Linked DNA regions of Sus scrofa: region 2 is linked to region 1. A link is a contact called in public HiChIP or PLAC-seq data. All regions are on one chromosome and are shown on one strand. The core of a region is the stretch at or near the end of the contact, and the rest is flanking DNA. Distances in the headings are between cores, read along the strand shown. Region 1 overlaps RAD51B (DNA repair protein RAD51 homolog 2). Region 2 overlaps RAD51B (DNA repair protein RAD51 homolog 2).

Evidence for each region. HiChIP or PLAC-seq counts read pairs in DNA pulled down with a chosen protein or histone mark.
Region 2: a contact with region 1 is called in an H3K27ac HiChIP or PLAC-seq map of alveolar macrophages. The contact joins two enhancer-like sites. A contact is called at or near these places in 2 of 2 datasets of contacts at active chromatin or transcription factors (alveolar macrophages and skeletal muscle).

What each region holds. Positions count from the first base shown.
Region 1 is chr7:92,035,574-92,039,420 of Sscrofa11.1, forward strand. The region is part of intron 9 of RAD51B (DNA repair protein RAD51 homolog 2); the gene reads left to right. Among named protein-coding and RNA genes, the nearest start is that of RAD51B, 450 kb to the left of the region's middle. Within about 2 kb of position 1,683, at least 23 of the 83 cell types and tissues checked have an H3K27ac peak or open chromatin away from gene starts, as enhancers often do. A contact at or near this core is called in alveolar macrophages and skeletal muscle, where this site is marked.
Region 2 is chr7:92,291,742-92,295,588 of Sscrofa11.1, forward strand. The region is part of intron 11 of RAD51B (DNA repair protein RAD51 homolog 2); the gene reads left to right. Among named protein-coding and RNA genes, the nearest start is that of ZFP36L1, 200 kb to the right of the region's middle. Within about 2 kb of position 2,245, at least 35 of the 83 cell types and tissues checked have an H3K27ac peak or open chromatin away from gene starts, as enhancers often do. A contact at or near this core is called in alveolar macrophages and skeletal muscle, where this site is marked.

The sequences.
Region 1 (3,847 bases), core at 433-2,932:
CACGGAAGTAGCCCTTACTGGGGGTGTCTCAAAGAGTCAGAAACTGGGGTGGTTCCAGGATTTCCAGCACTGGGCATCAACCCCCAAATGGCTACAACGTTCAAAGTTTGGAGGAAAGGGAACGATCTGAGTTTTGCGGTCGTTGCTGATTTCTTATTCAAAACCACTCTTTCAGTTCCAAGCAGCCAATTACAATTGTGATTGCCTCTACCTGGTGAAGTCTAATATCTGTATGCAAACTGCACTGCATGTGGGGGCTTTCCATCTGCCTCCTTTGTGAATCTCTTCTCCTTTCAGTGCCTCCGAACTTGGGCCCCCAGAGAGGAGGACAGCAGCTGAATGTCATGCTCTTGGGCCCTGGCCCAGACATGCGTCTTTCTGGAAGGATGACTGAATCTCGTTCTTCAGTCTAAAGTTCCTCTTGATTAGCGGCCCTTTTTGTTTGTTGTTTTTAAGGCAGCTCTGTCTTTCCTTGGGAGCTCGCAGGGATGTGTTTGGGAGCCCCTTCCAGCTGGGAAGCTGCCCAACTCCCACAGCTGAGTCGGGGGATGGCTTCCCTTTAGTTCCGCTGCTGCCTGTGGATGACAAGGACTCCACTTCCAGCCCCGGCCACAGCGGCCCTTGTCTGCTGTGCAAACTTGGCTCTTGTCCTCTGGGTTTTCATTCTCCAGCCATCTGGGCATTTTGAGCACCCCTCTTATCTTGGTACCTTGGCACTCAGGACCCCATGCCATCCTATCTCGGAGATGAAAACAAAGGCATCCTTAGCTTTTGGCCTGCCCTTTCCCTAGAACCATGGGAGGCTGAGTGACAGTCAGTGAGATTGGGGGGTGGAGGTGGGGATAGGTCTGGAGTGAGGGAAATGGTTTCGTGGATAGAAAGCGTACGGAACGGTGTGACAGTAGCTGGCATTGACCAGGATGCCTAGTGACTGGTTTTCTCCTTTTTCCCTTGGCTCTTTTGAAATCAGGGAGCCAGAAGCCTGAAGCCCCCTGTGGCCTCTAATGGCTGTAGCTTCTCCAGGCCCGGCAGCCAGAGATTAGGTTCTAGCGAGAGCTCCATGCCAGCGGAGTGAAATCTAGCTCCCTACTAAGAATTCTACGTACATCACCAGCTTTTAAAATTCCTCCTTCCTGAGCATTCTTGTCGTGGCTCAGTGGAAACGAATCTGACTAGCCACCATCAGGATGCAGGTTCGATCCCTGGCCTTGCTCACTGGGTTAAGGATTCAGCATTGCTGTGGCTGTGGTATAGGTTGGCAGCTACAGCTCTAATTCAACCGCTAACCAGGGAACTTCCATATGCTATGTGCACGGCCCTAAAAAGACAAAAGACAAAAGACAAAAAAAAAAAAAATTAAAATTCCTCCTTCCACCTCCCCAACTGCTGATCTGGGGAGGGTTTGGTCAGGGTCCTTCACTCTTCAGAGAAGTGTCTGGAAAGATCAGGCTAAGAGTGCTGACAATAAGATCCCCATAATCATTCTGCCCAGAGAAAAATCAGCATTTGATGAAAGGACAGTTCCACTGCCTGGTTTACTCCTCCTCCATTGTGTGCTCTCTGTCCCTGCCCCCCCAGCCCTCTGACCTCTGACCCCTGTGCACTCATTCAGATCCCTCACCCTGTGCAGGCCTCATTTGGAGATGGTTGACAAGGTACTGCCCAGCCAAAGAAATGCAGCCCAACAGTGTTGAGTCACTTCCGTTTAGACCCTGGTCATTGGGTGTGGCTGCAGCTTCTTGAAAGGCAGCCCTAAAATACTCGCCTCTTTTCAGAGAATCTGATTTCACCTTTGGCTGTGGATCATTTGCTTACTGGCGTTCATTCATATATTGGAAGCCTGAAGCCTCCACACACTTGATTCTACAGAGCAGTAGTGTAATACTAACAAGACACGTCCTGATTATGGCGCCAAAAAGGTGATGCAACCTCATTTCGCACCAAAGCGGGTGGGTCTGTGTATTTATGTTTTCCTAGTTGAGGCAATAGACCTACAGGAAGGGTCAGAACTTCATTCAGGATCGCCCAGCGAGTCCAAGTTTTGATCCTCTGGTCCCCATGACAGGCCATAGAGGTCACTTGCCTGCAGAGCATGGGAGCCATGTCACTGGAACCATAGGTTCTAAATATGACTTCCTCTCCCCACCTACTGCCACTGTCATCCAGTTGCCAGAACCCAACTGGTTTTCTGCAGGACGCCAGCTAATGGCACTCTGCGGGGGTTCCGCCTGCAAGAGTTTCAGTCTTTGTCTCTTTTCAGGTGGTACATTTCAACCAAGAAGATAACTCTTCCCATGGAAACTTAACTCCCTCTCATTTTCAGGGTTTCTTTCCAAGAATCACTCCCTGTCAGCCCCTGGTCCTCTCTCTAGCAAATTGAGAAGAAATAATGGTATAGAGACCGATCGTCGCTCTAAATGCACGTGAATGAGTGATGCCCTGAACTTTTATGTCTCTGTAAATGAGTGGAAAAGGAATGCATATTCTCTGGCACAGGCTGGCTCTACCACATGGTTTGAAGTAAATGCCGCTTTATTTCACATTAGGAAGAGAGGCTTGGAGCAGCTTGGCAGCAGATCTGTGGCTGGGTAATTAATCTAAGAACTATAGTTTCTCCCACATAGGAGATTAAATACCGGTCTTTGGTCAGATCAAAGCGGGCTTCTTGGATGATCTGATCTTTGCAGGAGACCCCACGTTGGCCCAGCACAACTGTCTCTGCATGTATGGCTCCTTTTGTTTTGTTTTGTTTTTTTAAAAAAAGAAAGAAAGGGAAAAAAAGACCATTTTCATGTTTACACAATTAGGCCTGCCAGCATTGGTAGCTCTTTAGACCCCACGTAAAACTTGAGCTTTACTCGTGCTGAGTAAACATGGATTTTTTTTTTTTTTTTTTTTGATCCTACTAAAACAAGTCACTGTATCTCAGAGTTTGACGAAAAGTGAATGTTCATTTTCTGAAAGGGAACAGCAGCATTTCTCTTGGGGGGGCCTTATAATAAATAACATCTTGGACTAATCTGGCATTTTCTTTAGGCGTTCACCCATAGAGTTTATGTAATCTCTCATTCATTTTCTTCATGTCTCATTGAGACAGTTTGGATACTGGTGGTATATTCTTCATTGGTAAAATGGAAAGAACCAAAGTGTGAAATTCAACTTAGACGGATGACAAGAGAGAAGGCAGACATTTGTATGACCAGTGTTGGCAAGGTGCTGCCCAGATCTTTTCAGTTTTGTCAGGGCCTGCATTTCACCTCCCCAAGGAGGGGTTCTGAACAGTGTATAGCCTGGGCCAGGGTGCATCAGGCTTGTGGCCAGGTGGAACTGGAGCAGTCAGTGGAACTGGTTCCAGATTCCCAACCTGGCACTAATTCTATGCTAGTCAAGGAAGAGTTTTTCAAATCATGGTGTGAGACTAGGGAAAATCCACTGATGCTTTGATGGTGGCCTTTGGAGATACCTTGATAATATTTGAAACCATTCCCATGGCAGGCCCAGGGAGAGGTCTTTCTTCAGCACCATCAGGCAGAAGAAACGGGGCCTTTCTGGCTGAGTTGACCTGTGGGTGGGCCCTCTAGCACGTGTTTCTCATTAGGAATGCAAGAGAGAGGAGCATTCCATGGTGACTCTCCCTTCCTTCTCAGCAGTGAGATAGAACAACAGCGCCTTTGTGGTGACCTCTGCAGAGCTGTTTATATTTGGTGACCTGCCTGAGCTCCCCTGCCAGCACGGATGCACCTCCTGGCTAACAAGGAACAGCCAGGCTATCTGTGACTATGGCAGACCGTGGAGGTCAAAATGGAAAAAAAAAGATGTTTTCCCTGTTAGTAACCTAAGTTCATTT
Region 2 (3,847 bases), core at 995-3,494, 260 kb after region 1:
GCATAGGCCAGCGGCTGCAGCTCCAAGTCAACCCCTCACCTGGGAACTTCCAAATGCTTCCAGTGCAGCCCTAAAAACAAAAAAGAAAAAAGAAAAAAAAGGGGTGGGGGGAGGAAGGGCCAGCCAGGAGCACCTTCCCTGTAGAATAAGGCTGCTACAACCCTAGCCCTTAATAAGACCTCGCAAGATATATAGAAATATAAATATTATACATGCATACATATATATGGAGCTAGACCTAGGTGGACCCCGAAGGAAAGATGTGCACCCTACCTATCCTTGCAGGATTGCAAAATGGGGAGCTGTTCACTTTTCAGATGGTTGACACAGATATACAAAGTATTTCTGTCGATGGGGGGCACAAACCTAAAGGATTAAACAGACAGTCCTAACAGTCCTGTTTAGGATTTGCTAAAGCAGGGAGGTCACCTTGAAAAAACAGACGAGGGTCCCCTTTGCCCTAGAGTGACACGGAGGGCTCCATCTGCTTTGAAATCTAAGATCTCAAGTGCAAGTAGATTCAGGGAACAGAAATCCACTTGTGCACAAAAATGGTGCCATCACTAGGAAACCCTGAGGCCCTACTGTCTTATTATCAAAGCTCATGTAGGTGAAGCTTTCGGTTGATAGATTTGACAGACCTTGCAAAACAGACTGACTCAAACCTCATTCATTCATTCACGTGTCTGCTCAATGAACCTCTATTGAACACCTTGGATGTACAGGAACCAGAGTATGCATTACCTACCATTCCCTCCAAGATCTCACAGTCTGGGAGGAGAGCATTCAGGGAAACTGAGACGTTACAGTAATTATAGTTAGAGCCTGAAGCAAAGTGCTCCAGAGCCCCAGAGCACAAAGACCAGGGCGGCTCACTCTACCCACAGCTTCTGGGGCTCTTCGCAGTAAAGGAGACTTGTAAGCTGGGGTTGACAATGAGCAGGAATTTTATCAGGCAGTTGAACTGATGTTTTCATTACAGACATGCATGGGTTTCACTATGCATCTGAGCTCTAGGGAGTTAGGACACAGTCAGTGACTGTGACACTGGGTGACAGCCTTCCGGAGAACACATATACCTCCACCCATGGGGAGCCGTGGCTGCTCTTCGGCAATGAGCCCAGGAGGCTGGTGGCCCAAAGCAAGCCTTTGTGTTTGATGCAGCCAGAAGACATCTCAGACCAGAGTCCTGAAGCCAGCAGCATCTTCAACCCAGAATGGCTCCTTCTCAGGGCAATGAGGGTCCAGCTCTACCTAGGTAGGCAAAAAGGCTGGACAAAGATTAGAAGGGGCTTACACAAGGTTGAGGCCAAACTGGCCATGGGTCTCAGTCCTTGGGTCATGTCGCTTACTCCCTCTGCCTGCCACATCTGCCCTCTTCTCCCCCGAGCACCGGGGGTAAACTTGTACTCGCTGCTTAAGACTCGGTTCAGATGCTATCTCTTCTAAGAAGATTTTCCCAGCATTCCCAGATTGAACAGTCATCTCCTTTCTTACCACTCCCCCTGGAACATGTGCCATCTTCCCTGTATCCGTAGTCACGGCGTTCATTTATTTATGCATCTGTCTCCCTGAGGGCACCGTCCCTGCAACCCCGGTGCCTACCTGAGTGCCTGGTGAATTTTATTGAATGGATGCAGACTGCCCTTGTGTGCTAAGCATGCCCTTCAGTCTTTCAATAGAGCAGAAGATATGCTGTTGCAAAGTCCTTCCTGGGCATCTAATACCCCTGTTTCACGTAGAAAGAAATTAAAGTGTGACAGGAGGCAGGTCCAGAATTTAGTTTGTGGCAGACCCAGGTGTGTAAATCCCAACCAGGATGGTGCTGAGACCAGAATTCCTCAGAGCCCCTGGACCACCCCAGATCAGATGAAATTCTAAACAAGCCAGAGCCCCACTGAAGAGTTCCACTGTGCTGGGCTCCAGAGCATTCTGGAAGGTTCTCCTGGACTGTGCCTCAGAAGGTCAGGGCGGGCGGGAAGCCCCACAGGCCCAGTGCAGTGTCAGGTTCCCCCTTTTCTATCAGCAGGCATGGAAGAGCCTTTAAGAAAATGGAATATTATTATTTGTTTGTTTTTACAGTGACTCATCTGTCGTAACTGGGTTAAAGTCCACTTAGAGAAAAGGAGAACAAAAGACCTCCTGTTAGTGCTGGAAGTTTGCCTCTTAAGATATCACTGAGAGGAACTGGGAAGAGAAAAAAAAAAAAAACACAGCAGGGCAGGGGAAGCTGTGGGCCTTCAGGACACAGCAGCACTTCGGAAAGGCAAACACGGTGTCTTTCATCTGCAGCGGCCTATCTGAGACGGCCGCTCCCTTTGGCGCTGTGTTCTGACCCACTGAAGTGCTGACCCCCGGACGCAGGCCAGTGCCCTATTCCCACACTCTCTGATCACAAGGAGGGGAGGCTGCCTGGAGTGGGGGCAGTGTGGGCAGGTCTCCACATGCAACCAAAGCTCCAGCCTGAGAACGATGATGGGACCAATACATAGAACTTACTGAGTGCCAGGCGTTCTAACCTTACCTACCATAACACGTTCCATAAACACCCAGGAGCATGGCTCCCCAGCTGCAGCAGGAAGGAGATGCCATGGGGTAGAAACCCGGCCCTGCCCCCTTTGGGAAGCCCACAGGCCCCAGCACGGCTAGAGGAACCATGACACTTGTAGGCTCCCAAATGGAGTGGGACCAGACTGCCAAGGGGCATCTGCCAGCTTCCTGGGCAAACTCAGGCCATCTGACTCCAAGACCTCAGGACTCACACGTCACTCGAAAGTCCGAGAAAGACTAAGACCTGACAGTTCTTTCCCCGCAACTGTCCGTCCAATCGGCCCCAATCATGTTCAGCCTGCATGCATGACTTTGACTAATCAGCTCTGAGGAAGCGTTATTCTCACCCTTGGCCACCCAATCGTCGGGTGAGGCTGCACCACAGCTGCCCATTCTGCATCTGGTCCACTTCACCCTTTTTGTAAACAGCTGGGCTCTCTCTCCATGTCTATGAGAGAGGATGAGCAAAGAAAAGCAAGACAGAAATTCTCTGCGAGTCCCAGGTCCTTCCTCCGTTCAGAAGCTCTTCACTTCACCCTCCTCCTTCCCAGGCATCTGCGGGTTCCCCAGAGACGAAGTCTTGGCTCTGGGTCCCAGGCCTCTGCCCCAGGCCTTCTGAGTCTCCCAATTCACGTCGTCAACCCTCATCATTCCATTTCCTGAACAAGACAGGGTTTGGGTCATTTCTGAACAAACACCAAGGATGCTTCAACAGAAACCTCAACAGGAACGTGTTATTGGGCTCATCTATCCTCTGTTTCCTCATGAATACCCATGTTCCGTGGCAGCGGACGTCTGTAGAAACCACCTATGGGCTACGGTAGGCACCATGGTTAAGCCGATCCTGTGCAGAGCTGTGCCTCCGGTTTTCTGTACTCGGCTCTGAGACTTTGAGGGGATTATTCCCACTAACAAGCAAGGCCTCCACAAACAATGTGTTGGCGGGAAGACTCAAAAGAAGCCGATCCAGTGTTCTTTGGGTAGCTTCTCCCTTTGGCTGGCCTCTCGGGGATTGGGCCCCTGGTACAATCACTGAAGATTTAGGGCTTAATTAAACCTTGGCTTTGGGCCAACATGCCAGTGGCCCCTTGTATTTCCCAGGTCCACCCAAGTGGCATAAAGACCAGACTGGGAATGTGAACCGCTTAGCTGATCCCACAAGAGCCAGTCTTCATTAGCTAAGAGCCTGGGTAGCGCCAGCTCCCAGGGTACAGCAGGTGTGGGCAGGCCCAACCCCAGAAATACAGCGTGATTTTATGGTGGTGGTCCCTGCATCTGCACTCTGGGGCTGCAGCTG